Regions from separate parts of the Bombyx mori genome. Here region 2 is linked to region 1. A link is a contact called in public Hi-C data. All regions are on one chromosome and are shown on one strand. The core of a region is the stretch at or near the end of the contact, and the rest is flanking DNA. Distances in the headings are between cores, read along the strand shown.

Evidence for each region. Hi-C and Micro-C count contacts between places; a contact is called where the count stands out from the background.
Region 2: a contact with region 1 is called in a Hi-C map of whole pupa, with 1.9 times the contacts expected there. The contact joins the promoter of LOC101737257 here to the enhancer-like site in region 1. A contact is called at or near these places in 4 of 7 Hi-C or Micro-C datasets (middle silk gland, posterior silk gland, an unstated tissue and 1 more).

What each region holds. Positions count from the first base shown.
Region 1 is chr18:8,173,598-8,178,702 of ASM3026992v2, reverse strand. No RefSeq gene overlaps it. Among protein-coding and RNA genes, the nearest start is that of LOC134200597, 12 kb to the left of the region's middle. Within about 2 kb of position 3,557, at least 5 of the 8 cell types and tissues checked have open chromatin away from gene starts, as enhancers often do.
Region 2 is chr18:8,208,393-8,213,996 of ASM3026992v2, reverse strand. LOC101737257 (protein TIS11) reads left to right here and starts at 2,203. Exons shown (of 2, transcript XM_004928217.5): 1 at 2,203-2,947. The coding sequence starts at 2,885.

The sequences.
Region 1 (5,105 bases), core at 2,308-4,807:
TCTTCAGTACCTAACAGATATTAATAACTATAGATAATTTAGTCGACTATTATCAAAGCCGGCAATCTGACTTTTAGACAATTATTGGTAAATCAGAAAAACGAATTATTGACTTTGTATTCCATTGGCAGTCACAAAACTCTTCGGAACGACATCTTAGATAAATAACAGATTAACTATTAACCTTTATTTAATGCAGGTTTTGAACCGTATTCTTTGAAGGAGACGATTATATTCAAATCAATCTGTATTGACATATCAATAACATTTTTTTGTCCAAATGCACAGATTACCACCTTTGATAATAGACGACTCAATTACACTCATCGTGAATTTGTTGTTATGCATATGATAAGGAAAATGTTTCATTAAAAATTAACAGCATTCATATTAGCTTAGAAATTAGTTTTTATTAACTTATAAAGTATGACGTCAGATGTGCAAGCGTTGTATCACTTGATTTGGTATATCTTGTGCCTATGTCTAATAAGGCTGAAAATATATTGACACATGCACAGAACCTGTCACATGAGAAGCACGCTATAATATAGCTGGGTAAAGTAGCAAGTGTAGGAACGCCTATCTATACTAATATTATAAAGCTGAAGAGTTTGTTTGATTGTTTGTTTGAACGTGCTAATCTCAGAAACTACTGGTTTGATTTGAAAAATTCTTTTAGTATTAGATAGCCCATTTATCGAGGCTATATATATAACATCACGCTAAGACCAATGCAAGCGGAGCACCAATAAAGAATGTTTCAAAATCTGGGCTTTAATCCCTTTTGAGAGCTTCCTCAGCGTAAATGAAGAGGCGGGTAAAATTGAGCGTTATGCCAAAGTAACTATTACACGCGAACGGAGTCGCGGGCAAAAGCTAGTTAGTACTATAAGTTAATCTGTATTTTAGTAATGAGCGACGATTCATTACGATTACGTGCGACGTTATGACGATTCTGGACTAATCTAGATTACTCAATTTGTAATGTAGTGAATTATACTACAATTACATCCTATAATTTCTTTAGAAACACATGAGGAAATAAGAGATAGATGGAAGAGGTATTTTGAAAGGTTGATGAATGAAGAGAATGACCGGAGTGGTGAACTGCAAAATGTTCCAATAAATACTGGGGTAGTAAGGGAAATAAGTATGCAAGAAGTACGAAAGGCTGTACAAGATATGAAGAATGGAAAATCTATTGGACCAGATGGTATTCCAATAGAAGTGTGGAAGTTTCTGAAAGCGGATGGATGCACGTGGCTGACTTTATTCTTCAATAAATTGTTTCAAGAAGAGGCCATGCCTGACGAGTGGTGCAAAAGTTCACTCGTGCCTGTATTTAAGAGCAAAGGTGACATACAGGTATGCGACAATTGTAGAGGAATAAAGCTCATGTCACATAGTATGAAAGCTTGGGAGAAAGTGATAGCGAGAAGAATGAGAGATGAGAGTGAGGTATCACAAAACCAATTCGGGTTCATGCCGGGACGCAGTACAACGGACGCCATTTTTTGCCTGCGCCAATTGTGCGAAAAATATCGCCGTGCAAGTAAAAATGTGCACATGGTGTTTGTTGATTTAGAAAAAGCGTATGATAGGGTTCCCCGTGAGGTTTTGTGGTGGAGCATGAAAGTGAAAGGAGTGCCAGGGAAATACCAACGGCTTGTTCGAGCTATGTACGGTAGAGCTAGTACGTACGTACGCTCCGCAGCTGGCGATAGCGACGAGTTCAGTGTGGCGGTAGGCTTACACCAGGGATCAGCTTTAAGCCCTTACCTGTTCATCCTAATAATGGATGCCCTAACATCGGACATACAGGAAGAGGCGCCTTGGTGTATGCTGTTCGCCGACGACATTGTTCTCGTTGGAGAGGAAGGGCCTGAGATACAGAGGAGATTGGCAAAATGGAAAGAAAGGTTGGAAAACGTGGGTTTGAAGATCAGTCGAACAAAAACCAAGCACATGTTTTGTGATTTTGGTGGTTCTTCAGACTTCACGCCAATCGCCTTAGATGGTGTATCCCTGCCAGTCTGCTCCGACTTCAAGTACCTCGGCTCTATACTCCAGAACGACGGCAACATAGACCGGGACGTCACAAATCGAATAAACGCTGGTTGGATGAAATGGCGACAGGTCTCTGCAACAGCATGCGATCGTAGAATGCCCCTTCAGCTCAAGGGTAAAATTTACAAAACGATCATTAGACCTGTCGTGCTGTATGGATCTGAGTGTTGGGCGACGAAAGTTAAGCATGAAAGAGGAGTGCATGCGGCCGAGATGCGAATGTTGAGATGGATGTGTGGAGTGACAAGAATGGATAAGATAAAGAATGAGTATATCAGAGGAAGTTTGAAAGTGGCCCCGGTAAACAACAAATTAAGGAGCAGACGGTTAGCGTGGTATGGACATGTGATGCGTAGAGAGAAGATGCATGTGACTAGGAGATGTATGGAAATGGTAGTGCAAGGTAGAGGGGGAAGAGGTCGACCGAAGAAGACATGGATGGAGTGTGTGAATGACGATATGAGAGAGAGAGGAGTGAGTGTTGAGATGACGGCTGATAGAAGAGAATGGAAGAGAAAAATTAGCTGTGCCGACCCCACATAGTGGGATAAGGTGGAGAAAAAGAAAGAATTTCTTTAGAAACACGGTCGAAATTTCAAGTATCTCTACAGGCAAACCTGTATCAATTCTTCGTTCTATGAAACAGACGGAATGGTGGCTCATATGGGTCTTTATATTAATTTAGTAGGGTATTTAGATAATGACAGTATCATTTTCTCCTCTGTTTGCAAACCGATTTTCTTTTTAGTATCTATAGACAAGCGTTCATTTTATATACTATTTTATTGAAGTGATGAGTTCTTTTTAAATTGTCAAGAACAAAATACAAAGAGTGGTAGATAAAATTCATCTAAATCTTTACATGGGAGCGTTTATATTTGAATTTCAATCATTGGCGAACATAATTTGTATTTATTTGTTCATGGTAGAATCGCGAATATATTTAAATAACGCACCATGACTAAAACACAGATCGGCCACGTGCTTAGACCACACCACATTACATCATGAGCGTTTTAAAATTCAGAGGTACCATCTCTATTAAAAAATCCTCGCAATGGTAATAAAATATATCTAAATGTTTTATTACTTACAAATGGAAAACAAATTTGAGAATAATAGAAAAAAATAAAAACAAGAAAGAAAACTGACCTTAATAAAAAGATAATCAGTATATCATAAATGCCGTCCAAGTTAATTTCATTTGCGTTACCAAGGATAATTCAAAAACTACTGATCATATCTTTATAAAATTTCAATGGAACCTCATGAGTAGCACTATCTTTGAAATATTATAGTTATATAAATCCATTCACCTAGAAAATACTTCAGAGGCGATACATATTAAAAATACAATCGAATTGAGAACCTCCTCTTTTTTGATCTCGGTAAAAAATTAACGTCAACAATTTCGTACGTAATTAGTCTGAGGATTTCATTTAATAGCCATCACCATTGCATGGCTGAGTCGGCGGCTCTTGTAACGCCACACCAAGATAAGCATAGCCTTGACAGAAAAGTGCCTGCATTCAAAACACAAAATACTCACAGAATGCTGAGCAATAATTAACCTTTTTGTCTATGTACTTGGGGCAAAAATCGCGAGCATAACGCTTTGAGCAAAGTAAAAACAATAATTGATATCAAAAGTGTAACGGATGTTGTAATCGGTGCTTGGTGTACAAAACGAACAGGCTCGTGTTAGAGGTCATGAGATCAGTCTTCAATCTCAATTTACATTTTTGGAAGTGGGTTGAATCCAAACTATACCGATGCAACGAATTTACGAATTTAATACGAACTAAAATATTTACATGGTTCTACTAAAGTCCTGCTTCAAAGGAAGACGTAAATGAGGTGTTGACTTAAGAACTGGCTTTTCTAAGAATTCCTGGTGTATAAAGAGAGTATCCACCCAAAATTAAACACTCATAGGCAAGCTCATGGCCTAACTAATGTTAAGTGGATATCGGAACACAGAAAAATCATAGTGTAAATGCCACCAATCGCCTTGAGACAAATCAAAGTCTCAATTAATTGGATAGCGGCACGAGGTTATTCCTTCATTACGGAAATTGTTCGTGAACAGACGTTTCATGATAAGTAATATTTTAAAATTGTTCGACCCTTAATTAAAGCTTGCTTATGCCGAGCGCTCAGCACCAGAATACAAAGTACTGCATTGTACTAAACATTTTGACAGATTCTATGTTTTATCAATTCATAGAACACTATAATGAACGAATTGTGCGCAATGGTCACGTAAATTTGAAATAGGCTGAACAATAAAAACTGTTAGGCTTTTGTTATTATATGTAAATCCACCGCCTCATTGTTATGTGGAACATGTTATATGCCTTATTGAAAATTTTCCATCAACCGGTATTAACGGACGAGAACATTACAGAACAGAGAATAGCTTAAATACAAAATCCTATTTCCGTGTCGATAACCTTACATAGGTTGTGAACAACAATAAAAATAAATAAAACAAACGAGTAACGTTCGTAATAAAATAAAATGTTTGCCCACAACGAAAATTATTATCACACTAGAGGTCCCGCAGTAGTCGAAATTCGACTATAATTAATTGGAATTGTAAGTTTGTACACTATTATGATTGTACTTTATACTTCTATAATCACAAATTTCGCGAAGACTACACTATAAAAAATATTAACAAAAACAAACAATATTTAATCTCAATTTGACAATAGACGTCAAGAACAAAAGTTTGACAATAAATATTATGCATGCGTGTATGCGTCAAATACATGGTATGTAGTGTGTGTAATGTTTTCTTTATTTATTGATTTAATGTATCTTTTATGCATTATTTAAAAAAAATATTAGCATTGTGCACTTCTTCTCTATATTCTTTATAAGTGTGGAAAATTTCATACTCCTCCGACCGCGCAATTTTCGTAAAAAGGGATACAAAGTTTTTGCTTCACGTATTAATATATAGATTACCTACTTACGTACGTTCAATCAAAACTGTTATGTTGCCAAGCCCTAACTACTTACTCATATTTTGG
Region 2 (5,604 bases), core at 954-3,453, 37 kb before region 1:
TTGTACTTATGGAGACCGTATTATTATAAAGTAAACAATATTATCTGTGAATTTATTTTCAACAATCTTGAAATTACTACTTATTCGTTTTTTCTTCAGTGCGAACGTTTAAGCCGGCAAGATAATCTGAGCTATGTTTTGATAAAACACATTGTATGCGTTGGTAAGCAATCTCTAATTCAAATCATAAGACGTTCTCTTAGCACCACTGTGTTTGACATATTATCATCTTGCTTAATTGCTACTATGAGCTAACGAATAACATAAGGTCTAGTGTTTTAAGCAAGCAAATCTTAAGATTTTAACCCACATAAAACAAGTATTCCGAAAACCAATGTCCTCCTGAATAAGTAATTTAAAAAACAAATATTTGGATTAAAACTGTAAGTCTAAATTTCAATTTTACGTCGCCGTCACTTCGGTACGTTTGTTATTAATCTTAACCGATAAATGTTCAGCACTTCCGGCGATACACATTATCCTTCTATTTATGAATTAATTAATTCAAATTTGTATCCGTCCTATGTGTTTTCGTTCATTAAAATTTTCAACGTTCATTGCAGTTTCAATAAAATATTAGGCTATGGATTTTATAAAAAAAACCCTTGTTAACTTTTTTAAGACAATGAACAGGAATGCGAAAACATGAAATCAACATTTTAATGGTGAACATGAAACAATCTCGTTTGGATTCCCGTAAGATCGGTACTTCATAAACCTAAAACCTGACTAAAACCGTCGAACGGGTTTGCAACCAACGAATATCATTATAAAAAGTTGTTCGAGAGACGCAGTCGAGCGCAGCTACAGACAGCGCTCTAGAGATGGGCGAAAGCGATTTAAAGTATTTCTGCCTAATAGTTTCGTGTATTTGTGCTATTGATTTACAAACTTTACCAGCTATTTATGTCGGTTGATTACTTTAAGCGTAAATTTTACTTTCAAAACGAACATCGTATTCATTGTTTTTAAAGAAGCCAGCCATAAATGTTGTTCTTCAAGTAAGTTATGAACTCATAAACTAACGCGAAGATAGGTACACGACAACCGCTCGACATCCCTCATTGCTCATATTTAATGGCCTCACATGAGATGCATTGTAAAAAAACATTATGAACGTATAAGTATCCTATCCTAGTTTTTGAAAAGGATTAATATTATGAATTTCTACCTATAATAACATAAGATTTATATTATAATTTATCGTGCGGAACTATTTTTAAATACACCTGTGTAAGTAAGTACATAAGACCCGTAATATTTGTTAGTAACTAAAGTTGTTAAGGGCACGCTCGACGCGCCGTGTCGTTTTGTTTGTGCATCTCGATTGGTAGAGAACCAGTTCAGTTCAGCTCAAAAATCACAAGTTTTTGTTTAGTGCCAAGGTGGACTTGGGTTTTATGCGTGATAATAACTTTACCAAAATATTTTTAACACTCAAAGCAGTTTTGATTGTGTTTTGACATTATCCAGTTTAATATATATACGAGTATTCCGTGACACTGTAGATAAGACGGAAACAATAGGCCGGTGTATCTCAAACATTATGTGTAACAAGATAGTGGAAAAATTTGTAAATGTGAAATGAAAAAATAACGAGATAAACGTACTCTTGATCAAGCCCTTCTGACTAAGCCCTCAGGTTCGCTCATCCGTCCTGGCTAAGCAGTAGTCCCTAGATAAACTGCTATCCTGCCATTACAAAAAATGTTGATCGAAGATATAATATTATGTAGATCCCTACAATTATTATAGTAAATATTCTACTTGCGAATATTCCTATCATTACTAGGCTTAATATTATTGTTTTAAACAAAAGTAAGTTCTAGTATATGAATTTGCCGAAGGGATAGGTTCACGTGGCCAATTTTATTAATTTCCCATACAATTATTCCTTTTATCAATAATTTATTATTTTCTCCTTTAATTTAAATATTCATATCATATCTTAACAATGAGCAGACTTAAGCTTTAATCACAATCGACTCTTTTTCATTACTGGCAATTGAAATTTTAGTTTGTAATTGAAGTTTAAAACATGTTATTAGTTTATGATAGTATTTTTGAACTATATATATTACGATTTGTGTAATCAAAATTTGTTAGTGTTTAGATATGGAATTTAACAGGGTCCGAAAATGGCCGAACGCACCCGAGCGGTAAACGAATCTCGTTCCAAAACGTGATCGCGCTGTTTGATTTGAAAACAAAATTCACCCGCCCGCTGCCGCGCCAACCGCAGCACGACGATGAAACGGGCGAAGGCGAGGTGCCACACTACAACAAGATCAGTGCGCGAGCAAGCGTGATACGGAATGTACGTGTGGTGCGTTTTGCGCGGACGTTGACGCTGCGATTTATTATTGAAATTTTACGATTTATACAACTAGAATAAAAACTTTTTGGAGTATAAAGTCGATAACTACAAAAAAGTTTGTATTGTAGAAGTTAACTTTGACGCAGTTCGCGCAGAATTTGACCAAAATTTGTGTTTCCGTATAGACGCGAAAAAAAGGTTGTAAAAAACTTTTCGAAACAAAGGACTGTTTTGTACATTTTCGCTGCGATAGCGAAATTGTGTTCAAAATTACTGTTTTGGCTTAAATCTGGAGGGGGAACAAAATCGCCTCTTGGCCAACTAGTTCGGAAACAAACTGATCACCGAACGATAAACAAAAAAGCAACGACCTCAGTAATTGAACTATAAAATCGCAAGGATTTTGGAAACATCTTCAAAAGTCTTCGTGAACTTTTCATCAGCTAACCTAAAATTCACAGTGAGTTCGTCGACCTTATATATTCGTGCTACAGTGGATCAGTTTCCAAAGAAACATCAAGAAATAAGAATAAAATCTGGATTAAGTGTCGAGTTCGTTTTGCATACATGATGTCTACAGCCATAATGCATCAGTCTGCCCTGCATGACTTTGGTGATCTGTTCTTGAAGGTAAGTTTGAATCATTTATTACCTAAATACCGTCTAGCTTACACATTGTGGATGACGATAAATATTCTCATTGTGAATGTGATGATGTTCTATTATTTTATAACTGAGCAGCACTGATTTTCAATCAGCAATCGCGAGTAGGTAGTCTTGTAATGTTTGTGGTGGGGTTGATTCCTACAATGTTTATTTGCCTTATTGCTCATTAATATTCGCGGTGATTCGTATATTTCTCCGCTCACCTAGGTTTATATTGTGTCTTAAAATTTCAATCGACCATCTTAGATAATAATATGATGTAGGTACCTACATCCACAATTCTCTACACCCGTACCCATTAGATAGCAATAATCTCAGTTTATCTTTGAAGGTGCAACTCTAATGAAACAGCAATTTTCATTTCTTCAAATTGTAATGAAATTAACAGTATTCTAAAGCACTCAATAGCCATCATTAAGAGTAGGGCGATTATTACCAAGTATTTTAATATAGAAATTATTAAAATGCGTCTGCCTTATTATCTGATTCAGAAGAAAGTTAGGTATTAAGAAGATACGCAGTGTACAAACACACACACACACACACAAATATTTTTGGTTTAAAGGCATTCATTCAAAATTGCTAAGAATAATTTATAAGTAATATTTAAGGTTTTCCTTCTAAACACATAGAAATTCGGTAGCACGATTATTAATTTAAAAAGTCGTATGTAATTCTTGCATTTCTATCTCAATGGTATCAAATGGCAATGGTATCTAGCCAATGGTGCCTTATTTTTTGAATTGGTCATCACAATCAAAAGAATCGTTAAATACAAATATTTCGTACCTTTAGCGTAAAAAGCTTAAAAGAGGGTACTGTTTTCAGTTTTAAAATGGAACGTCTAGTGCAAAAATATCGCACTACCTTCAAGAAAATATATAATAATTAATAAAATAAAGTTGAATTGTGTAGTATTGGTTGAACCGGACATATTTCCATCAGATTTATTCCTCTTGAATCTTTAAAAAAATTACGCTAATGCAACGTTATTTTTATGATTCCATTCGAAAAATAAGAAACACCAAAGTAAAACCAGTTGCCCTGACATGTTTGAACTTGCGTCATGCCACATAAGTTGCAAGACGAGACTCAGTCTTAGAATGTAAAAATTTGTATTAGTCAAATGATGACTTTTGGAAATTACTATTCAATTAGGCATAGGTCATTCTAAATGAACAAACAATCGACTGCAGCAATTTATGTGAATAACAAAGTTATAAAAAAATGTGCACAGAACAACACATTTACTTACTTAATAATATATGACAGATACAATACTTAATATAAGAAGGTATATACTTCGGAAAATAATTATTTATTTTTACTGGCGGTAGGACCTCTTCTGAGTCCGCACGGGTAGGTACCACCACCCTGCCTATTTCAACCGTGAAGCAGTAATGCGTTTCGGTTTGCAGGGTGGGGCAGCCGTCGTAACTCTACTGAGATCTTAGAACTTATATCTCAAGGCGGGTGGCGCATTTACGTCGTAGATGTCTATGGGCTCCAGTAACCACTTAACACCAGGTGGGCTGTGAGCTCGTACACCCATCAAAGCAATAAAAATAAAAAAAACAAACATCAAAATAATCAAAATATCGATCTTGGATGTTTTAATTTGAAGCCCTAAATAAATGAAATGCCTTTAATGTTTTTAATTGCAAACGCGAATAAGAAAGAAATAAGAACGCGTACATACCTAGTTCACATAATCTTTATATTGTAAATGTGAACAGTCCGATAAATAATTTTGAAAATATTGATAAATAAATTTATTTTTTGATTTTGAAGTTTTAAAACTAGTAAAATCAGTCTCTTAGAATTATTAAATATCAAAGAATAAAATCGAAATACATCCACCACAACCTAGGATTGAAATAATAATAAATGAATACAAACCGCTTGAAGTAGATAAATAATATTTGGGTATTTAAAATGTCTGGTCCTTTTCAAATCTCTGCAGGGGTGTAAAAGAGAGGCGAAGTATTTAAAAGAAAAAAATAAACGTTTGTAACTCAAAGACTTAAAGTTGAAAGTCGTCTAATAAAAATTTGGTATCGTTTTAAAGAGATAAACTAAAACCGGTTTTATTGGTTCTAACATATAGTTATAAATGGTTCGCCCTACTCAAAGACTACCTGCTTATTTTTTGTGATCTTTTACTTTGCGTAAAATTCACTTGTTCGGGGTTGTTATTTTTTATGGGGTTGTCTTTATGTAAAACTATACATAGATATTTATGTAAAACTGGTAATAAGGGCATTGTTAGTATATAAAGTATAATTTCCTGATCAGTATTTTGTCATAATTTTTACAAAAATGTTGTGCTAGTGTAATTTCACGATACAAACTAGTAGTGTGTAGAATAAAACTAGAAAAAATTAAGTTTTAAGAATCTAAAAATAAAATAAATAGTCCGCAAAACTTTCAGTATAGGGATATAATAAATTATTTTGTTTATGAATTCATGTAACATCTAGTTAGTTACCTAAATTTGAAATTTGATATTGGATATCGTTTTGTTGTTATTGCCCCGTATAACGATGCAAATCGCAGTGGGAATTTCGAAAGGTGCATATTGAAAAATATTGCTCCGTTGACAAAAACCACTTTACACCGAC